Regions from separate parts of the Oncorhynchus kisutch genome. Here region 2 is linked to region 1. Evidence: chromatin contacts called from public Hi-C data. All regions are on one chromosome and are shown on one strand. The core of a region is the stretch at or near the end of the contact, and the rest is flanking DNA. Distances in the headings are between cores, read along the strand shown.

What was found. Hi-C and Micro-C count contacts between places; a contact is called where the count stands out from the background.
Region 2: a Hi-C map of liver shows a contact between it and region 1, with 5 times the contacts expected there. The contact joins the promoter of LOC109867464 here to the promoter of mmadhcb in region 1. A contact is called at or near these places in 2 of 2 Hi-C or Micro-C datasets (liver and muscle).

Annotation. Positions count from the first base shown.
Region 1 is chrLG2:47,539,460-47,545,886 of Okis_V2, reverse strand. It overlaps mmadhcb (metabolism of cobalamin associated Db), which reads left to right and starts at 4,529. Exons shown (of 8, transcript XM_020456618.2): 1 at 4,529-4,707; 2 at 6,022-6,070; 3 at 6,189-6,339. The coding sequence starts at 6,062.
Region 2 is chrLG2:47,781,368-47,787,653 of Okis_V2, reverse strand. LOC109867464 reads right to left here and starts at 2,834. Exons shown (of 26, transcript XM_031802138.1): 1 at 2,360-2,834; 2 at 1,869-2,059; 3 at 1,749-1,773; 4 at 1,448-1,627; 5 at 760-999; 6 at 400-642; 7 at 1-300. The coding sequence starts at 2,531.

The DNA.
Region 1 (6,427 bases), core at 3,280-5,779:
CAACAGCACTCTGTAGGGTAGCACCATGGTGTAGCCGGAGGGCAGCTAGTTTCCGTCCTCCATTAACTTAAATACAAAACTTTGGAGGCTCATGAATCTAGTACTGAAAGCATAAACTACAGCTAGCTACAGTATCACTGCAGTGCATAAAATGTGGTAAGTAGTTGACTCAAAGACAGAGAAAGACAATAGTTAAACAGTTTTGAACAAATTCCTTTCTATAAACAATTAAGGAGAAGCAAGAGAGAGAGAGCTAGCTAGCTATAATTCATTGTATTTTTTTTCACTTTCTCACTTTCACGTAGCTAGCTACTTAGCTAGCAAATGCAGCTAGCTGGTTTAGCCTACTCAAAAACCAGGCTCAAACAGTGAGGGATGCCATTTTAGCTAGCTGGCTATGGCTATCCAACCCTGGAACTTTTCAAGTCAAGGTAAGCTTTTGGTTGTATTAAATTATTGCTAACAGGGCCTGCCAGTGTAACTACTAAACTGCTTGCTGTCTGTACACTGCACTGCATGATTGTAGCGGGTTTATACTACCGCGTTAGTTATTGTAGCTATGGTGACAATTACGTTAGCAAATATGGTGACAATTATGTAGGCTGTGTATAGAGGTTAGCGGTTATGATATGAAGGTTTGGCTTCGAAAGGTTTTTTAGCCTGGTCACAGACAGCTGATGTGTTGTGCACTGAAGTACACAAGCGAAGGGAAAAGGTGAGGAGGAGAGTGAGTAGATGCAAGAAGGAATTAACGAGCAAAGCGATCCTGCTCTTTGTATGTGGCTGCTATGAAAGTGAACTGGGTTTGCATGTGATCAGGGGTGTATTCATTCTGCCAATTCTGTTGAAAGCATTTCTTGAAAGAAAGCAAACGGATCAAAACTGGGATAAACATGTTTGTTTTTTTCCAATAGAAACTCTCGTTTGCAACAGTTGAACTAATGATTACACCCTAGCTCACCTAGATGCAGGCAAGAGTGTGCATGGCGGTATTGAATGTGTCACTGTCTGTCACCTTGATTATTCCTAATTTTCTCTGGACCTGTGCATCTACGTTGTAAACTTTAATTCATAGGCTAGGTTGCGGCTGGTTTAGGGAACATTTTAGTATCATGTAACCTAAACATATAGATGTTTAATTTAGGGGGGGGGGGGGGTGGAATATGACAGTCATCCAATATGCTTTAATAGAAATAAGTCTTACTGAAACATGATTTAATTACCTTCAAATTACCTATAATTTTCATTCTCACAAAGTTGATAAAAACCTCACAGGAAACATTAAGGGGACTATAGTAAAACCTTCTCAGAACTGTCCAGCAACCTAAACATTTACATTCCCAGAACAGGGATTCCCAGAATTTTCACTTCCATTCTCCGAATGTTTAACAAACTTTCTGTTTTACCGGTCAGGAATCTTAAAAATGTTTCTACTACATATTCATCATCCCCAGAACCAACCCAACATCGACATATGTGAAAATGGCGCATTTCTATGTTTTTTTGTAAAAAGATAGAGGAAGATAAGTGTTTCCAATGACATCATTAACCAAACAGCACACAATTTATAGGCAATTTAACTGTAAAACATAGAAACGCACACATTTTCACATATGTTGACGTGGGTGGTGCTGGAGTTGATGAACATTTAAAAAATGGCCCTTTAATGCTTTGTTTCCAGAACCAATGGGGAGCCAAAAATGTACATTCCCACAACTTCCAAGGAACCAAATGTGCTAGCTGGGTTTCCTCAAACAGAAAGCTGCAGCAGACTGAATGTTAATGTTAAAGTTGGCTGAGCTCCTATAGGGACCTATAGAGACCTATAGGTCCACAGTGAAGACTTGCTCCTCAGAGTGACAACCTGTCAGGTTAATTGTCCATGGGGACGCTCTGAGATAAGAGAGAGCACTGACCCCCAGCGTGACTCCTGGCTTTAATGACAATGCCCCTGCTGTGGAGGGGGCCAGCGTCAAGGTTATGGGGTTAATCTGGACAGGCCAGTCACAGATTGGTTATCCCTCTCCATCTCTCTCTCTCTCTCTCTCTCTCTCTCTCTCTCTCTCTCTCTCTCTCTCTCTCTCTCTCACTCCCCTTTCTCTCTCTCTCTCTCTCTCTCTCTCTCTCTCTCTCTCACTCCCCTTTCTCTCTCTCTCTCTCTCTCTATCTCTCCTGTCTCTGTCCTCAGTGGAACCTCTTTCACCCAATAATGATCATTACTCCATAACATCGTGACCCCTCTGACACAGAGGGAGGAGACCAGCCTTTCAATTAACTTCCAACTCTTCAGCGGCAGAATGACAAGCAAGTTAATTTCACAGTGCAGCTGGTTATGGTTTCAGAGGACATGGGGGACAGGGTGAGGGGTTAGAGGTCAGCTTTGGCATCATGCAGCAGTTTTGTTTCAGTTTACTTCATATCAAGCTCTTGATATCTGTTATAAACGTTCTTGCACAATGTGAATAATATTCTCAGATGCAAACGGCTTAATCTTCCAGGCTGATGTAACAGTATAACTTTAGTCCGTCCCGGCGCCGGGCTCGAATCAGGGACCCTCTGCGCACATAGACAACTGACACCTACGAAGCATTGTTACCCATCGCTCCACAAAAGCCGCAGCCCTTGCAGAGCAAGGGGAACCACTACTTCAAGGTCTCAGAGCGAGTGATGTCACCGATTGAAACGCTATTAGCGTGCATCACCGCTAACTAGCTAGCCATTTCACATCGGTTACACTGAGTTAGAATAGAAAGGAAAAATATATCCTGTTGTTTAAAAAAAAATTTTTTACCCCCTTTTGTTTCCCCAGTTTCGTGGTATCCAATTTGTAGTAGTTACAGTCTTGTCTCATCGCTGCAACTCCCATACGGACTTGGGAGAGGCAAAGGTCCAGAGCCATGCATCCTCCGAAACACAACCCAACTGCACTGCTTCTTGATACAAGGCACATCCAACCCGGAAGCCAGCCGCACCAATGTGTCGGAGGAAACACCATACACCTGGTGACCTGGTCAGTGTGCACTGCGCCCAGCCCGACACAGGAGTCGCTAGTGCGCGATGAGACAAGGATATCCTTGCTGGCCAAACCCTCCCTAACCCGGACGACGCTAGGCCAATTTTGGGCTGCCCCATGGACCTCCCGGTCACAGCCGGCTGCGACATAGCCTAGGCTCGAACCCAGAACCTCTGGTGGCACAGGTAGCACTTAGACCACTGTGCCACCCAGGAGTTTGGGTCATTGTCCTGTTGAAAATCAAATGATAGTCCCACTAAGCGAAAACCAGATAGGATGGCATATCACTGCAGAATCCTGTGGTAGCCATGCTGGTTAAGTGTGCCTTGAATTCTAAATACATCACTGACAGTGTCACCAGCAAAGCACCCCCACACCATCACACCTCCTCCTCCATGCTTCATGGTGGGAACCACACACGTGGAGATCATCCATTCACCTACACTGCGTCTCACAAAGACACAGCGGTTGGAACCAAAAATCTCAAATTTGGACCATAGGACAGATTTCCACTGTTCTAATGTCCATTGCTCATGTTTCTTGGCCCAAGGATGTCTCTTCTTCTTATTGGTGTCCTTTAGTAGTGGTTTCATTGCAGCAATTCAACCATGAATGTCTTAATAATGCAGTCTTCTCTGAACAGTTGATGTTGAAATGTGTCTGTACTTGATCTCTGTGAAGCATTTATTTGGGCTGCAATCTGAGGTGCAGTTATTCTAATGAATGTATCCTCTGCAGCAGAGGTAACTCTGGGTCTTCCTATCCTGTGGCGGTCCTCATGAGAGCCAGTTTCATAATAGCGCTTGAAGGTTTATGCGACTGCACTTGAAGAACAAACATTTGTTCTCAACAGACTGGTCCACAGAATGTTTACACTCAAATAAATACATGGAGGGAGTTTGATTAACGGGCGTGAACGGCTAAAAGTGGTGAGAGACCGCCCTTCTCAAATCAGAACGTTCCAAAGTTAATGTTAACCCGGTTCATTAATCAAATGCCCTCATTAGCACAGCAACCTCTACATTTTTACCTTTATTTAACTAGGCAGGTCAGTTAAGAACAAATTCTTATTTACAATGACAGCCTACCCCGGCCAAATCCTAACCTGCACGACACTGGGCGCCACCCTATGGTACTCCCAATCACGGACAGTTGTGATACAACTGGAATCGAACCAGGGTCAGTAGGTACACCTCTAGCACTGCTGCACCACTCAGGTGGTACACTGCTCTTCAGGTACAAAGCTCTCATCTGAACGGGAGTTTGAGGATTATTTTATACATTATACAGGTTAGCCACTAATTACAGTGCCACAAGAAACACTGACGAAAACTTTCACATTCATTTTTGTCTGAAACTCTCCTTAGAATTGCCTTTGCTGGCATCAATCTGTAGCTACATGCTGCCACTCATGGATAGGGATATAACGACATCTAGTGTGCAAACATGATTCTGAATTTTGATGTTATTTCTTTTTTGCAACCTTGTTACGTCAAGCCATTTATGTTGCTCGTAGGGTTCCGTCATTTATCCACGTAAGCGCGCATGTGCACAACGAAAGGTGAAGCAGATATATGGCATTCGAGCTAAAGTTAGGTCAAGGATAAACACAGATAAGACCTATTGATCTTTTCAACGTATTTTATTGATTCATGTTTGCAAGAAGGGGATATTCTTCAACGAATTTAATTAAGGTAAATATATTACATTTATTGTCAGAGCCTAAACTACTATAAATCGGCCAACGTAGAGCTAGCTAGCACGTTAGCTGTGTGGTCTTGCCCCTCAGTAAATTTGTTTTTACTTTCGATATTCAGAGTTTGCTCGTCAATAGCTATCAGATGGAGTCATAGGATGATGATAGGATATATTGAGAATCAGATGATGTTAGAGAGCACTTTCCTTAACAGAGAAGGAGGCATTATGCTGATTTCTGACGCGCAGGTGGTTTAGGGACAGTCGTAAAAGTGCAATATTGGGGATGAATGTAAACAAAATATACGTTTTTACATTCCCTTTCAGGAGGGTTAGCCCTATATGCAGATTACACACATCATAGGGCCTCATTTTAAATACTTAGCTCTAACTACTAATAGTGCTATATTTGACCCATTTTTTAAATGTATTTAACCTTTATTTAACTAGATAAGTCAGTTAAGAACAAATTTGCAATGACGGCCTATCGGGGAACACTGGGTTAACTGCTTTGTTCAGGGGCAGAACGACAGATTTTTACCTTGTCAGCTCTAACCACTAGGCTACCTGCCGTCCCTATGTAAACTGAAAATAAATGTACTGCAGTTTAGCGAGCAGGGGTGTATTCATTAGTTGGATTCTGTTGCAAAACATTTGGTCTGTTGGGAAACATAGCTGGAAGAAGGTGGAAGGAACCCTGTGGACTTCACGCAACTTTAGAGCATGGAAGAATTTATCATTTATAGTTGTGAAGCTTGTGCCAAACACTTTAAAGAGTATTCAGATTGGAATGGTCAGGAAACCATACAGTACTTACTGTCTTTGCCATAACATTAAAATTAACTACAAATTCCATTTAAGAACCTAACTTCTTTTACGTCATGTTGCAAGAGCATTTGGAGTAAACCGTTTCTGTTGCAAAACATTTTGCAACAGAATCTGACCAATGAATACACCACAGCTCTCACTTTTTAGTTAGCTAACATTAGCTGGCTAGCTAGCTAGCTAACATTCCCTACAGTCCTGCTGTACCCTGTTATGTAATGTTGTGGCAGCTATGTCATCTGAAATAGTTGACAATGAGCACTAAGTGGCGGTACTACTGGGTAAGGTAGATACACGATATTCTGAATTGTGATTCAAATTATTTGTAGCCAGCTAGTTAGCCTGTTGACAGTCAACTGCTGTTAGCTTTGAGATATTTAGCTTGATGATGATCAGTTTATGCACCCACTTTCAGTGTTTTGTGTCTAATGAGATTTATCTCAATGAGATTTGTGCAGTTGGTTAATTTATTACTTTGTCTTTTGCAGTTTTGCAAGTGAATAACAGAAGAGGGAGAGGCCCAACAGGATGGCCAGTGTAAGTCTATTTGACATAGACTTCGAGATTTGATCAGAATCCAATGTCACACACACACACACACTTAATGCTTGTGTCGTGTGTGTCCTGATGGGGATGTTCCTTCTCTGTTCCTCAGGTGCTCTGTAGCAGAGCCAGGCTGGTGACTTACCTGCCAGGGCTTCATGTACTGGTCCGGCGGATTGCTGGAACCAACCAGAGAACATTCTCTGGTGCTGGATCATCTGGCTCTGATGAGCCTCGTGTAGCCATCACACCCCCTGACCTTGGTAAGTGCAGACCTCTAATCACAATGATGATACTGAAGTTTCCTGAATGTGAACGTCATATACCAACTGTCTGTTATTCAGAAGGTGT
Region 2 (6,286 bases), core at 1,585-4,084, 240 kb before region 1:
TGCCCAAGGACTCCTTCTCCATGGTCATATCCAGCTCCATCTGTGGGGGTTCTGTGATCATATTGAAGGAGACGCTAGCATTGACCTTACGTAGTCCAGTTGTTAAATCCTGCTTGCGGGCTTCATCACATTTAATGAAGTTGAAAAGTGCTGAACTGAGACAAAGGGCTATGTTAGAAGGGATGTCTGATTGGAGGGCTGTTTGCCCTGTTAACGCCTTCTGCAGACTGGAGTAGAATAGCTGAGCTATGAGGTCCACCCCACCGAAATGATGCTTGTGTTCCGCAACCTGATAGGCAACTGAAATAAGGAGAACAGAGGGCAGAATTATTTACTGAACAGGTTAGCTTAAAACGTCATCCTATTTCTAGAGGATAATGTAATTGAAAAGGGGCCTACCATGACAGTCTTCAAAGGTGATGACCATGCTCTTGCCCTTGGTAACCCAGATCTGGGACTTGATATCTCCTCCTTTGCTCCTTTTGCTAGAGAAGTAGAGATTGAGGGCCTCCTCCACTCCTCCTTTGATTTGGCTCATGTCCCCCTGGACAAGCACAGAGTCTGTCAGCTCTAAATGACACGCCCCGATCTCCATGCCCTGGTACTTCTTTGATGAACATTTCCTAAGGAAGGACTTTATGTCTGCGTAACATAAAATGTTAATAGTTAGATTAGTATTGTATGCCGCTTTTTGGTCACTTAATGGCGTAATATTAGAGATAGTGTGTATACATGTTTTTGATGTATCTGTGGACCCACCAATGTTCTGTTTGAAACTGACCACTACTCCGTCTCCATCGTCCAGGGTCTCCCAGGCATGCTCAGCTCCTTGGCTGCAGCTGCCGATGAACAGAGAGATGATGTCGCACTTGCAGCTCTCATTAAACCCAGTCAGGACGAAGCGCCTGTTGTCCAGTTTCCCTTCCACAGCAGTGTCATTGTACACCTCCACAGAAATGCCATACTGATACTCCTTCTTGGCAAGGACTTTCTCTGCATCTGACAGGAGGTAAATAATTTATTGGTGGGCATGATTGTCCAAACAGACTCAAGAAATTAACTCATATGATGTTCACCTGTTGATATAAGTAGATGACATGTAATGTAACAATGTAAATTCTCTAAAATGCAAAGACTCAAATAGCAGCCATTGTGTTCTTGTGACTGGGAAGGAAGCATTTCCTCATGATCCATATTCCCAGCTATGATGAGACATTCCATTTTACAGTCATAGCAAAGCAACTTCTGAATGATAAACAAGTATGGCAGATCTAATTACAGTGTTTATTCCAACAGGTACAAAGTGGAAATGTACACTGATTACAGTAAAATAAATCCAAGTGTGTGGTTAATAATACAGTAAATCATATACAGTAAATCATATAATATGAATTGGAGGAAAGAATATTTAAATTATATAAGTCTATGTAAAAAAAAAACTCCTTACCTGACTGAAAGGACAGTTTGAGGATCCAGCTATTCTTGCCATGTCTTGTAATGCTGGCCCCTTCTTCTTCCGATGCAAACTGGTCAAAATACAATTTAAGGAGCTCCTTTTCAAGTTCCTTTGTGGTTCTAACAAGCAGTGTATGTGTGTTTGCTTTAATATCCTTATCCTCCCCTGAATCTGAAAAATAAACAGAAACACACACACACAGAGAGAGAGAGAGAGAGCATTAACATGAATATGATTCCCATACTGATGTTATACATTGATGAATAAGTGTCTTTATGAATATCAGTCTTACCTGCTTGACTGTCTGACACTGGCTGCTACATCACAGATAAAGACAAGCACAGAAAAACACATGTCAAAATATTGTAATATGGCAAACTTGATGCAATATAACAAATAAACAAAGAATCACCTTCTCTTCGGTGTTGAGTGCAGATTTTCCCACAAGAGTCAGATTGTCTCTTTTTGGTAAGAGAGGTGGTTTAACATTCTTCACTTTTGTTTCACCGCCATTCTCTTTCAGTTCCACTTGAAGCTCAACCACCCCAATGGGTTTTTTAAAATCTATCTTATGATCTCTTTTAGCCAACACTTTCTGCAGAGCTGGGGATATGATAAAATACCATCATTAGGTACAGTATATGTAGTCTCTGCCAAATTAACCCATTGTACAAAACCAGATTCTGCTGTTTTGGCTCCTAAGACATTACATTACTGAACACAATCTTGGTGCCTCAGATGTTTGTCAAAATACTTTACATTAACTGTTTATCACAATACTTCAGATATAGGCCGGAGCACAATAGATAAACTGTATAATTAGGCTAATGTATTCACAATCAGATTATGTGTCTAAATTGACAGTATGTACATATTTTGATTTCAAAATATTTTTATAATTACATGCATCTTCGAGGTAAACGAGCAGAGCCTTCTTCTTGTCCCCAGGATAGTCTTGAATTTGTAATACCTCTCCTCCAGACCTCCTTTTGTTTTTGAAGTACAAATCCAACTTGGATCTAATTTTGTCTAGGTCGTCTGGCAGACCCTCCAAAATCAGTGTTTTTTCCGTCATTATTCAGAAAATTAGGTCGACCTATATTGATTGAAGCGTGATCATACTTGTATGACTCTTATTTCAGAAACTTTGATTGCTCACCTGTCCTGTTGAAGTGACAGTTCGTGTCTCAGGGGAACGAGGATTCTGAGATTCCACACTCTGAAATCGTGCTAGTGTCTTTTTTTATTTCGGTTATTATGGAAAATCCGTGCTAATATGTTGTGTCGAGCCCAGATGGTTGCGCCCTGTATAGTGCATAAAATAACTTTCACTTTTGATTTTAACCTCGTGACTTCAAGGAATTTGAAGTATTAGTGAACAAGAAAGTTAATCGGTTCTCCACCGAGGTAAAGCCAGTTTTAAATTGGATATTCGACGGATATTCGCGCTTTCAAACCACTTGAGCCACAGACTCCAAATAAGTGTCATGATTTTGGACAAATTGCGCACAACATTGCACAGGTCTTATTTTCACGATTTGGACATTCATTCGCTTTCCAAAGCTAATAAACATGTGGAAATGTGAGCAAGCAGAATTTTGTATTCCTAGATTAATTAGTTAGGGAGCGTAAGCAATGTTAAACTTTTTCTACATTCGAATTTCAATAGCTCCTTGGTCATGTGACCTATTTGACTCAAACAAGGTTCAGAATGTCCACTCAGTGGGCCTACACATTGCACACCCTTTAGTTTGTCCATTTTCATCTCACACGGTTTTTCATAAATGTTTTAAAATTCATAATTTCAATAGCTCCTTGGTCATACTGACTTTAAAGAATGTACACTCAGCGGCCCTACACATTGCAGACCCTTTAGTTTGTCTATTTTCATCTCATGCAATTTTTCAATGTTTTTCAATGTTTCTAATTTCAATAGCTCCTTGGTCATGTGACCTACTGACCTCAAACAAGGTTCAGAATGTCCACCCCTCTGTCAATTTGATCGGCAGGCTGTAACAACAGATTGCTTTGATATGAACTTAATATGAGGGAACTAAAAATAAACAAACACTCACAGTATTGACTCTGCTAGCTTCAGATCTATGCCCAGATCCCTGAGAAGAATGTGACGTTTTTCCAGTAAGGAGAACGAGGGCAGTGATGACAGCGGTCAGTGCATCAAGGAAAAAGGTACAGGAATCAGGGCGGCCAGATATGAACAGACAAAGGGACCATGTCTTCTCATTTTGGATTAGCCTTTGATATATAATAGGATAGATCACTTACTTTTGTGGCTTGATAAAGGACAAATGAATGTATAGTAATGTACGGTACAAATCAGATTTGATCCTATTCCAGAGTTATCTATGTTCATTGTATGTGTAATACTGGGATTCCCCTTTTTTCCCTAGTGGTAGCACAGATCCTGAAGATCCTGAAGATCAACACCGACAGGGAGGAGGTGAGGGCCCTCGGAGTGTAGTGTCAGTAAAATAACCTCACACTCAATGTCAACAAAACAAAGGAGATGATCGTGGATTTCAGGAAACAGCCGAGGGAGCAGCCCCCTATCCACATCGACGGGACAGTAGTGGAGAAGGTGGAAAGTTAAGTTCCTCGCCGTGCACATCACAGACAAACTGAAATGGTCCACCCACACAGACAGTGTTTACTACATCACTACACCCTGGTTACACCTCCACACCTGGTGACATTCATTTACTACATTACTACATCCTGGTTACACCTCCACCTTCACACCTGGTGACATTCATTTACTACAGCACTACACCCTGGTTACACCTCCATCTCAACACCTGGTGACATTCATTTACTACAGCACTACACCCTGGTTACACCTCCATCTCAACACCTGGTGACATTCATTTACTACAGCACTACACCCTGGTTAATGTCACCAGGTGTGGAGGTGTAACTAGGGTGTAGTGATGTAGCAAATTAATGTCGCCAGGTGTGGAAGGGGACCTACTGACAGTGCGAAATAATAATAATGTGATGTCTGTGGTTGACACCAACTAGAAGTACTGAGGGACTAAAATTGGGATGCAGAGCTGACGTCCTGTCTTCATGAGGCCTCTTTCTAACTACCAAAACATCAGTGAAGTTTTACAAGAAATGCATTTTTGGAGCAAACATATTATACAAGAAGAATAGTTGGAAAATATCCCTACAATTCGTCCATAACGATTGGCTTATTTCTCTTTACTTTTGTATGTCTCACCAGCTACACTAAAACTTGGTGTTTCCAGTGGTCTCTACTGGCATGTCAACAGCACTGGTGTGGTTAAATTTCACAGCAGCGTACTGGACATCCTCCTCCTGTTTCTGGGGTTGAGACGGTTGGGCAGTGGAGTATTCAGGCACTTCCTGGTTTCTGTGTTGAATGCTGGCATATTGAACGTTATCCTGGTTGTCTGTGTCCACTGTCGGTGCTGCAGTATGGGTTATGGCCATGCCTGAGATGTTGTCATACACGGGACTAGAGTCTTGCTGATGAGGAGAGAGGGCAGACAACATGAGGGTTGAAAAATAAAGTAATACCACAGTCATTGAGTCCATCTCTTCAAAGACCACTTTAGTTCTCAGTCAACTGATTCCAACACTCACCTGTCCATTGTCTACTGTGTCTCTTGTGTCAGAGGTGGATTTGGAGGCCTTCTTCCTGTTTTGTAAATTAAAGAATGAATGAACATGAATGGATGAATCAATTCAAATCAATCAAGATCAATTATAAAAAACACAATGTAAAAGAGGTAAATTATTCACTCACCTGAACCACATAAGGACAGAGAGACAGAGGATGAGAACCAGAACAACCACTATGATTCCTATAGATGCATTCTTCACAGAAGCTTGTTTCTCTAAAGCATAAAGAATGATATGAATGTTATCTGATAGTGTAACTTGAAATTTAAAATAAAAACACAATCTTACCGGCTACAATGATCAATTGAGGTGTAGATATCTGGGCTCCAATTGTATTCTCAGCCTCACAGTAGTATTCTCCACTGTCCTCAGAGCTGATGTTAGTGATGCTGTAACTCTGTCCTGATGCTTTTGGTGAGGTTACGTTCTTCTTGTACCAGGTGTATTTGTCCACAGTTGGGTAGGCATCACTGCTGCAGGTCAGAGTCACTGAAATGCCCTCCACTATTTTACCAGAAGGACTGACTGATACTGACACTCTCTTTGGGCCATCTAGTGTTGGGAATGAACACACAGTGTAACCAAAGTATAATACTAGAATTAAATTGGTTAGATTATATATATTTATTGTACTCACATCTGACAGTGAGAGTCTCTTCAGCAGAGGGGAGATTCTCATGGCCGTTTACAGCACAGGAGTATCTGCCTGTATCCTCACTGCTGACTGGGTCTAGGTACAGGTAGTTACTTTTGGTCTTTGGGTTTGTGAGACGTTGTCTGTTCTTCTTCCAGATGTAGGTGGGGTTGGCAGTCAGAGTACAGGTGGTGCTACAGGTCAGTGTCACAGGCTGTCCCTCTGTCACTATAGTTTGAAATTTTGCCTCCAGGCCTGTGATTAAAAACAAACATTATAACCTTATCAACTTACCCAACAACCATTGTAAGCAAATGACACAAGACGTCCATATTATATACAGACTGTCATTCCTAATGTACTGTATAATATCAAATTAAAACAGATTTCCAAAGACTTGAATGTAACTGATAAAGTATTACAAAATAGTGTACCTGTGACGGACAGCCTGACTCCAGGACTGCCAGAATAGCTCTCACTTCTCACACTTTGAAAGACATGACCTTGTATGATCTGAGTCCTAAATGTAA